Regions from separate parts of the Sus scrofa genome. Here region 1 is linked to region 2. A link is a contact called in public HiChIP or PLAC-seq data. All regions are on one chromosome and are shown on one strand. The core of a region is the stretch at or near the end of the contact, and the rest is flanking DNA. Distances in the headings are between cores, read along the strand shown.

What was found. HiChIP or PLAC-seq counts read pairs in DNA pulled down with a chosen protein or histone mark.
Region 1: an H3K27ac HiChIP or PLAC-seq map of skeletal muscle shows a contact between it and region 2, with 7 times the contacts expected there. The contact joins the enhancer-like site here to the promoter of HAS3 in region 2. A contact is called at or near these places in 19 of 47 Hi-C or Micro-C datasets (adipocytes, alveolar macrophages, embryonic fibroblasts and 12 more) and 1 of 2 datasets of contacts at active chromatin or transcription factors (skeletal muscle).

The regions. Positions count from the first base shown.
Region 1 is chr6:18,010,870-18,015,658 of Sscrofa11.1, reverse strand. It overlaps TANGO6 (transport and Golgi organization protein 6 homolog), which reads left to right. Exons shown (of 19, transcript XM_021093875.1): 8 at 178-290; 9 at 2,134-2,310. Among named protein-coding and RNA genes, the nearest start is that of TANGO6, 58 kb to the left of the region's middle. Within about 2 kb of position 2,393, at least 3 of the 83 cell types and tissues checked have an H3K27ac peak or open chromatin away from gene starts, as enhancers often do.
Region 2 is chr6:17,850,771-17,855,811 of Sscrofa11.1, reverse strand. HAS3 (hyaluronan synthase 3) reads left to right here and starts at 2,801. Exons shown (of 3, transcript NM_001001268.1): 1 at 2,801-3,436. The coding sequence starts at 2,801.

The sequences.
Region 1 (4,789 bases), core at 1,144-3,643, 160 kb before region 2:
CAGCATGTGAAAGTTCTGGGTCCAGGGATCGAACCTGTGCCACAGCAGCCACCCAAGCCACTGCAGGGACAACGCCAGATCCTTAACCTACTGCACCACAAGGGAACTCCAGCGTGTGGTGTTTGATTCCTGTTCCTCTGGCCTTGCACTCACTGTGGACCCTTTGCTTTTCCCTAGGTGTACGTGGTCGGGAATGACCCTGTAACCGTTTTGGTGGATTCCCTGCTCCCGGTGCTGGGAGTGCTCTTCTCTCTCTACTGCTTTACCAAGCAGAGTGTGTCTCACACCAGGTAACAACCAGAGAACCTTACCGTCTGTAAATAGTGATGTCTTTCTTGCATGTTGTTCTTATTTTGAATATGATTTATGCCACTTGGTAAATTATTTTTTTCAAAATCAGGAAAACATTTGACAGCCCTCTAGGAAAGAAAGAGGACTTTGCAGGTTGCAGGGGATTGGATCTTGCTTTTAGGATGACTTTCCTCAGCCTGTCTTAGACTCCAGAGGTGAACCTCGGTTTACATGTGTGAACATGCCACTGGTTGATCCGTGAGAAATACTGGAATTACATGTCTAGGGAGGAGGAAATCGAGATTGGCTCATAAATACCTTGTGAGAAGTTAGAAGGCAAGTTGGGGAAATCTGGATCTGAATGTGGCACTCTGTAATTTAGGCTGGGATTGGTATATGTGTGCTGTGCGGTGTAGTTTAGAACGAAGGAGTCCTTAGTCATCCAGAAAATAACCTTTTGTAGTGGCATTTAAGTAGGACTCATTTTTGTATCAGCTCTCATTTCACAGCCATTATGTCGTTTCATCTTCCTTACAGGACTTTATAGCCCTTCTAAAGTCCTGTGGAATTCTTTTTTTTTTTTTTCGTCTTTTTGCCTTTTCTAGGGCCACTCCCATGGCATATGGAGATTCCCAGACTAGGGGTCTAATTGGAGCTGTAGCCGCCAGCCTACACCGGAGCCACAGCAACGCAGGATCCAGCCACGTCTGCAACCTACACCACAGCTCATCCTTAACCCACTGAGCAAGTCCAGGGATCAAACCTGCAACCTCATGGTTCCTAGTCCGATTCGTTAACCACCGCGCCACGACGGGCACTCCAAAAGTCCTATGGACACCGCAGCTCACGGCAACGCCAGATCCTTAGCCCACTGAGCAAGGCCAGGGATCAAACCCGCAACCTCATGGTTCCTAGTCCGATTCGTTAACCACCGCGCCACGACGGGCACTCCAAAAGTCCTATGGAATTCTGATTTTTCAGTGTCTGGAAACCCCCCACTTGTAATCTCATAGACCGTAATAGTATCTTCTTCATGTGGTTGTTATGAAGGCTGTGTGTTGTTTGGCACTGTCTCTGGCAAATAGTAAGCTCAGAAAGTGGTCGTTATCATCGTTATCATTCGATGGTAAAGGGCAGTACTCAGCCTTGCGGATTATTCGAAGCTTACATAATTGCCTTTGACTCCTTAACTTTTGGTTAGACCAAAGCCCATGACCTTGAGGGAAGTGACAAGAGGAAGTGCAGCGGAAGAGGGAAGCTATAAATATGTGAATTTGGCTTCAAAAGGCCATTCCCATAAGAACTCTTATTTTTGTTTTGAAACCCAAGCCCGCATAGCCCTGTCATGTCCTCATCAGAGACTGAGAAGGAAGAGGCAAACGCTTTTTCCATTCCTGCCCTAGTTGGTTGGCACAGATAAGAGGAGATAAGGAGTTGGTGAGAATTTGTCCGTGTGCTGTTTCTTGGTCACCAGCTCTTTGTCCCATTGAACATGGATGGTGTTATCAGTGTAGACTTACTTTCACAGTGCCTGATCCAGAGGCAATGAATATAGTTGGAATTACAGAAAAAAAAAAAATCCTTTAGGGCCCATGTGTTTTCTCAGGGCTGCTTCTAGAGCATTGAAGTTCAGGATACTTGCACTCTGAAGTTCACGGGGAGCAGTTTCCACTCCAGTATGTCAGTAGTACTAGGTGATTGTGCCGGCGTTTAAAATGCAGGGAACCTGACAGGTGTTGTTGTTGTTGTTGTTTTTGTTTTTGTTTTTTTTTTTGTTATGTTAGCTTGTTAGATATGTGGAGTAGGATGACAAGCTCATTTTTAACTGCTTTTTTCTGCCAGGTCACTTTGCCAAGAGATCTTATTATGGATCCTGGGGAAGCTGGAGAGGAAGAAAGCACTTGCTAGCCTGAAAGGATTTGCAGGGTTGGACAGATCTGTGCCTTCTCTCCATTCTCTGTGTCACTTTAAAGCTGCCGCTCAAGGGGGCATTATGATTACCATCAAAGAGGCCATTTGGTGAGTCCACCCATCTTCTGCTCTTCAGATTTAGTTGTACCTGAAAGGTCATTCTGTGACCCATTCACTAGGGGGCGCTGATAGAAAGGAAACCGGAAACTCCAGCAGCTGAGGTGCTGCTGTTTATAATCTCTTAAATGAAATGTGAGCCTTAAGTAATCCTCCAGGTTTCTCCAAGAAGCTAGCTAATAGGTTCAGTTTACTGGAGCCTCACAGCTCTACATCACAACAAGCCCACCTACTTCACAAAACCTTTGCCAGCGAATCAGAGTAAAAGGCAGACACATGTTCAGCCTCAACACCATTAAAAATCCAGTTCTCTTGCTGACTCTGAAAATGGTATATGTGTGTTCAGAGTCAGACTTATTCCTAAGGGGAATTATCCGATAGCTCTCTTTTATGGTACTTTTATGGTGGGTTTTTTTTCCTTCTGGGGTTGATTAAAAGACACTTAACAAATGTCAGTGGAATAGATAATTTATTTCTTCAACATCTCATAAGTGTATTTTATTTTTTTAATTTTAAATTTTTTCTTTTTTTATTACTCAATAAATTTGTTAGATTTATAGTTGTACAGTGATCATCACAATCCAGTTTTATGGATTTCCATCTCACTCTCCCAGTGCATCCCCCCACCCCCTGAACTGTCTCCTTTGGAAACCATAAGTTTTTCAAAGTCTGTGAGACAGTATCTGTTCTGCAAAGAAGTTCATTCTGTCCTTTTTTCAGATTCCATATGTCAGTGATAGCATTTGATGTTGGTGTCTCACTGTATGGCTGACTTCACTTAGCAAGATAATTTCTAGGTCCATCCATGTTGCTACAAATTCCGGTATTTCATTCCTTTTAATGGCTGAGTAATATTCCATTGTGTATATGTACCACATCTTCTTGATCCTCTCCTCTGTCGATGGACATTTAGGTTGTTTCCATGTTTTGACTATTGAAAATAGTGCTGCAGTGAACATCGGAGTACATGTGTCTTTTCGAGTCATGGTTTACTCTGGATAGATGCCCAGGAGTGGGATTGCTGGATCAAATGGTAGTTCTGTTTTTAGTTTTCTGAGGCATCTCCATACTGTTTTCCACAGTGGTTGCACCCATTTACAATCCCACCAGCAGTGTACTAGGGTTCCTTTTTCTCCACACACTCTCCAGCACTTATTGTTTGTAGACTTTTGGATGATGGCCATTCTGGCTGGTGTAAGGTGGTCATAAGTGTATTTTAAATGATTTCCACTTTTTAGGTGCTATTGTAGATGTTATTACTGCTGAACTAAGTTCTTGTTAATCAAAGTCCATGTGATAGTTAACTGGTGTCAGTTACTGTACTCAGATTTCACATCACATTCAAAGTTGTTGCTGTTTGTTAAAGTGTCTACATTTAACTTTTTTTTTTTTTTTGGTCTTTTTAGGGCCGAACCCTCGACATATGGAGATTCCCAGGCTAGGGGTCGAATCGGAGCTGCAGCCTTGAGCCTACGCCACAGCCACAGCAGCACCAGATCCGAGCTGCCTCTGCGACCTACACCACAGCTCATGGCAGCACCAGATCCTTAACCCACTGAGCGAGGCCAGGGATCGAACCTGTGTCCTCATGGATACTAGTCAGATTCATTTCCTCTGAGCCATGACGGGAACTCCCTGAACTCATTTTTTAAATTCATTGAACTTGGTTAGGTTTTTGCAATTTTTTTTTTTTTTTTAAGGGCAAATGTGCAGCATATGGAAGTTCCCAGACACGGGGTTGAATAGGAGATGTAGCCACTGGCCTACACCACAGCCACAGCAATGCCAGATCCAAGCCTTGTTTGTGACCTACACCACGAGTCACCGCCACGATGGATCCTTAAACCACTGAGCAGGGCCAGGAATCGAACCCACATCCTTATGGATACTAGTCGAATTCGTTATCACTTAGCCACAATGGGAACTCCTCAACTTGGTTATGTTTTAAAACACTTATTGAGTATGATAGATTTGAGGAAAATAGAAAAAGCACATTGATTATAAAGAGAATTATCAATACAAACTCAGGCTACTAATTTACTGACAGTTGAGCATTAGTAGGTTTTGTGGTTATAACTGTGCCCTTGAACTAAAGGAGTTTAACTTTTTTTGGCATGTTTATTTAAAAACACTTTGGAACAGCTTAGTCTGGGATGAATTTAGTGACTAGATAGAGATTTTTATATTTTTTGACTTCTCAGTAGTCAAAACTTATTGCTGTCTTAGCAAGTCTTTAGAGCCCATATGTCACAATCAACAGTTCTTACTGAAACTATAGTTCCTCTTCTTGGTTGGAAAAAAGTGAATTTGCAGTGATTGAGTGAATTTCCATCCACTGCCAGAAGCAATAGCTCCTTAACCTAGGGTCTCTACGTGGACTTCTCAGAATCTATAATCCCCTTGAAGTTATACACAAGGCAATTTTTTTTTTTTTTTTTGAGTTTTAGGGCCACACCCGTAACATATGGAA
Region 2 (5,041 bases), core at 1,552-4,051:
GGCTTCCCGGCGGCCGTTCCTGCAGCCCCCTCCCCACTGACCCCTCCTCCCTTTCTTCCTCCATCCTCTCCTCCTCCTCCAGCTTTTCCTCCCTTCCTCCCTTGCGGCTCCGGTTCTGTGAATGGATTGGGAGGCGGACGACGGTGAGGGGCACGAGGCTGGCTGGAGTCTCTCCCTGCCCCGGGCCTGCCTTGGGGTTCGCACCTGTCCAGGCACCAAGCTGCTCGGCGCCCCAGTTCCTGCGGGTCAGCCAGGCCATGGCCGCACGTACCGGTGGCCTGGGCTCCCCTTCCCTTGTCAGCTCGGAAGGGCCGGGAGGGCGGCTGGGCGCAAAGGAAAGAGCCCCCGCCTCGCCCGCAAGTTTCCATCCTTCCGCGTGTGGGCCCCGCAGCAGGGCACACCTGTCAGCTGGAGAGGCTGCAGACTGGGCAGCCCTGCAAAGTTTCGGGGGTAGATGGGCGGCGTGTGTCCTTGGCCGGGGTTGTTTTCCCCTCGTCTCTGAGAGTGGGGGGAGGCCTTGGGGAGCGCCCCCAACATCTTGCCCTTGAAGCCAGGTGCGCATCCGCCTGCAGAGATTGAGCTCTTGTGGAGCCCTTAGGAGCAAAGGGCATGGGGGCCAAGAGGCTCCCCTCCGCCGGCTTGGGGGCGACGGGGCCACTTCAGGCAGAGCCTGCACCCGTGCTTGAATGCGCGTGGGTTCTCCGGCTGTTGGACCTTCTTGAGTCCTCTATGGGGTACGGGTGTCGGTGTTATGCCTCCAATTCCTGAGCGGGGGAGGAGGGTGTCCTGCCCGGAAAAGCGGGCCGGCGACGCCGAGGATGCCGCCTTTGTCTGCAGGCACACTTTGCCAAGGTAGCCGGGGCCCCCAAGGAGAGAAGCGGGGCCTGGTTCAACTGACTCCTGGGGTTTTCCGTTCCTTCCCGGCTGGGTCGTGGGAAACCGGCATGTGGGTGTGGTCGGCACAGCCTGCCCCATAAGGCCAGGCTTTGGCGGAGGTGAGAACCGTGGCCAGTGCCTTCACCTGGTGGGCACCGCCTCCGGCACTGCACCGAGGCGTGGCGCCGGCGCCCGCTAGGTTGCTGGCTTGGCCTCGGCTCCCCCTGCCCTTTCCCAGAGCGCAAGCAGGCAGTAGTGCCCGCAGCGCCCCCAAGGCAGGTAAGCTCTAGAGGGCGATGGGGGCGCTCCGGGGCCTGGGTGCCGCTGGGCCGCAAGAGCGTGCGAGGGCGGGGGGTGGGGGGCACGGGGAGGGTGAGAGTCCTGCAGAGGAAGCACGCCGCCGCTCTCCGGGATGGCGGGGCAGAGCGCCCGGAGACCGCGCTTCCCGGAGAGGCGAGGCTGCCAACAGCACTTTTCCGGACCCAAGCTGCTGGAATACTGCTGGGTCCTGAGTCTCGGCTGAGACTCTTACTGTGTGAGAGGAGAAGAGACCCGTGGGCAAGAATGTTTTTGTTGAGGTGGGGGTCTGGAAGCGGTTTTAGTGAGATCTGGACTTGGAAGTGAGACCTCATTGTCTCTAGAGGGTGGGTCGTGGCGGTGGAGGAAACAGGCTTCCCCAGATCAGGCAGGTGGCAGGGAGAGGAGCTGGGGAGAAGGCCTCAGAATGCAGGGCAGGGAGCTGTCCTCATCAGCCTTTCCCCACCTGCCATCAACCTTCCCACCTGGCTGGTCCTTCGGGGTTGCTAATCAGTAAAATGAATGACCTGAGCCCTAGGGAGCAAGAAACCAGTGGAATGCCTCATGGGTTGGGGGGCAGGGGGATATTAAATCCCAGAGAACTCCCGCAAGGTCAGGCAGCCAAGGAAGTAGCAGAGCTGTAGCTCAAGCACAAGTCCTGTGGTGCTGAGTGCTGGGCTCTTTTCATAAAAAACACAGCTGTTTCCAACTGGGCAAGATGCTAGAAGCCCTGACTTAGTTGCAGACAAAACCTGGCAGCATTTCCAGGTGTGGGGCCGAGGGATGTGCAGAGACTCTCTGCGGGCACTAGGACCAAGTGGATGGGGCTTCTCAGGCAGCCACCCCTCCAGGCTGCTGCAGCGATGGCTGCAGTTCCTCTGATTCCCAGTGTTAGGCTTCCAGGAGGGCTGCCCACACCCCAGCTCTCATTTCCTCTTCTTTCCCTTGTCCACTTTTCCCGGTTGCTTTCCCTTTCTTTCCTGCTTCTCAAGTGAATGAGAAAAAGGTGAGAAAGCAAAGAACACAGGGAAACTTTGTGTTACTGATTTAACTGTTTTGAGAAATGGAAGGGAGCCGTTTCCTTCTTTTCCCCTGGCACCTCTTTGTTTCCTGCTGTTTCTCATTTTTTCCTTCCCTACTTTCTTGATGGGCCTCATTGGTGGCTACTGGGTATAGGCAGGTAGAGACTGCCTACGTGCCCCTGCCCTTCCTCGTCCTTCCTGGCCCCTGAGGTGCTCAGGTTCACCCCTACTAAAGCTTTCCTAGGAGAGCCTCAGGTCCGGCAGACCTCAGTTCTGCCCTCCACAGCTGGGTACCACACAGGTCTCTCTGGCTTTGCTTTGTCCAACAATAATAACTGCTACCTTAAGTGCTTTACGTACGTAACCCATTTAATCCTCAAAGATGCTAGGAGGTTAATGCTACACTTTTTACAGATGCATTAACTAAGGGGTAGAACACAGTCTCACAGTAAGTGGCAACACTGGGATTTGAACCCCGGGAGTCTGGCTTCTGGGTCTACCAACAGTCTTGGTCATGCTCAATCAATGGTAACTGTGATGCCCCCACTCCCACTGAGCAGAGATGCTGCCTCCTGCCTAACCCCACCTCTCCTGCCTTCTACCAGATGCCGGTGCAGCTGACAACAGCCCTGCGTGTGGTGGGCACCAGCCTGTTTGCCCTGGCAGTGCTGGGCGGCATTCTGGCAGCATATGTGACAGGCTACCAGTTCATCCACACAGAAAAGCACTACCTGTCCTTTGGGCTGTATGGTGCCATCCTGGGCCTGCACCTGCTCATCCAGAGCCTGTTTGCCTTCCTGGAGCACCGGCGCATGCGGCGGGCAGGCCGGCCACTGAAGCTGCCCTCCCCGCTGCAGCGCTCAGTGGCGCTCTGCATCGCCGCGTACCAGGAGGACCCCGACTACTTGCGCAAGTGCCTGCGCTCGGCCCAGCGCATCGCCTTCCCCGATCTCAAGGTGGTCATGGTGGTGGACGGCAATCGCCAGGAGGATGCCTACATGTTGGACATCTTCCACGAGGTGCTAGGTGGCAACGAGCAAGCCGGCTTCTTTGTGTGGCGCAGCAACTTCCATGAGGCGGGTGAGGGCGAGACGGAGGCCAGCCTGCAGGAGGGCATGGACCGTGTGCGGAATGTGGTGCGGGCCAGCACCTTCTCCTGCATCATGCAGAAGTGGGGAGGAAAGCGAGAGGTCATGTACACGGCCTTCAAGGCCCTTGGTGACTCCGTGGACTACATTCAGGTAAGGGCGCCCCCACAGGTGTGTGTGTGTGGATGTGTCCAGCCAGCCAGACGTACTCTCCTTGGGGATTTTTTTGTGTTGTGCGCATTCCTCCTTGTGCTGAAGGTGGCAAAAAGGCATGATGTTTCTCAACAGCAGTCCTGGGGTCAGAAAGATCTCGAAGGAGATCCTGGTCCTGCCATTACTTAGCTCTGTGACTTTAGGCAGGTATCTGGATTGGTATCCCAATAATAACAGCACATAGGTGTACAGCATTACTTCATGGCATACACTGTTATAGGCACTGCAATAATCCTCCAAATACCCCTGGGGATAAGTACTGTTATTATTTCCATGTAAAGAAGCTGAGCCTGAAGCACAGCGAGGCTGAATAACTTGCCTAATGTCATGCAGCAGTAAGGTACAGAGCCAGGACTTGTGCCTAGGAAGTCTGTCCTTGTCCGTTGTGCAACAATGCCTCACCACTGGCTACCTAGGGATGAGCTCTTCCATAAAGAAGTGTGGGGGAAAAGTAAAAGAGGTCATGTTCCAAAGCACTCAGATAATTTTAGTTAGGGGCTGAAAAGTCCTCCTCTTCCCGGCATCAGGTTCTTGTCTGTGCGGTGGAAGGACACAGGTGTGAAGCAGGCCCCAGCTTGACTCTGCACCAGTCTTGGCAGGGCCAGCACCCTGAGCAGACCCTGCCTAGCATCCAGTCAAAGGGAACATTGACACACACCAGCCTAGAAATTTTATTACATTGACAAGATTACATCACTCAGATTTTCAAATAACGAAACTTGGAACTGATGAAAGCTCATGCATCTCAGTGCTAAGTAGAAACTGACACCCAGGACCCCCAATTCCTGGCCCATCATGCCCTGTCCCCTCCTCTGTTCCTGCCCTCTCCACATGCCTATCACCTGAATGGACAGAGGCTGTGCACAGCCCACCTACATACCAACACGGTCCTGCTTACTGCATGCCAAGTACTCCAGTATTTAAATTTTCTATACTGTACCTCCCCTAAATTTAGCTTGCCCCAGACTTTTTGGTTTTGGCTGTCTGGAAAGATGCATCCTTGCATGAGAATGGAACATCTGGCTTTTCGTGTCTTGCTAGGCCCCAGGACCTCATCAGTCTTAGAGGGAGGGATGTGCGAGACAGCTTTTTTTTTTTTTTTTAGGGCCGCATCCCCAGCATATGGAAGGAAAGTTTCTTTTCTTTCTTTCTTTCTTTTTTTTTTTGGTCTTCTTAGGGTCACACTTGCGGCATTTGGAGGTTCCCAGACTAGGGGTCAAATCGGAGCTGTAGCCATCAGCCACAGCCATGCTGGATCCAAGTCGCGTCTGCAACCTACACCACAGCTCACGGCAACGCCGGATCCTTAACCCACTGAGTGAAGACAGGGATCGAATCCAAAACCTCATGGTTCCCAGTCGGATTCGTTAACCACTGTGCCATGATGGGAACTTCGAGACAATTCTTGATTCTGCAGTTCACCTAGGTTTCAAGGGGCCTTTGAAACTTCCTTAGGGACTCAGAAGGCTTAGAAAAAAACTCTTGAGCCCTGACACATGCTCAAGCTGTAGTGACTCTGTCATCTATTCCCTTGAAGCATAGAAT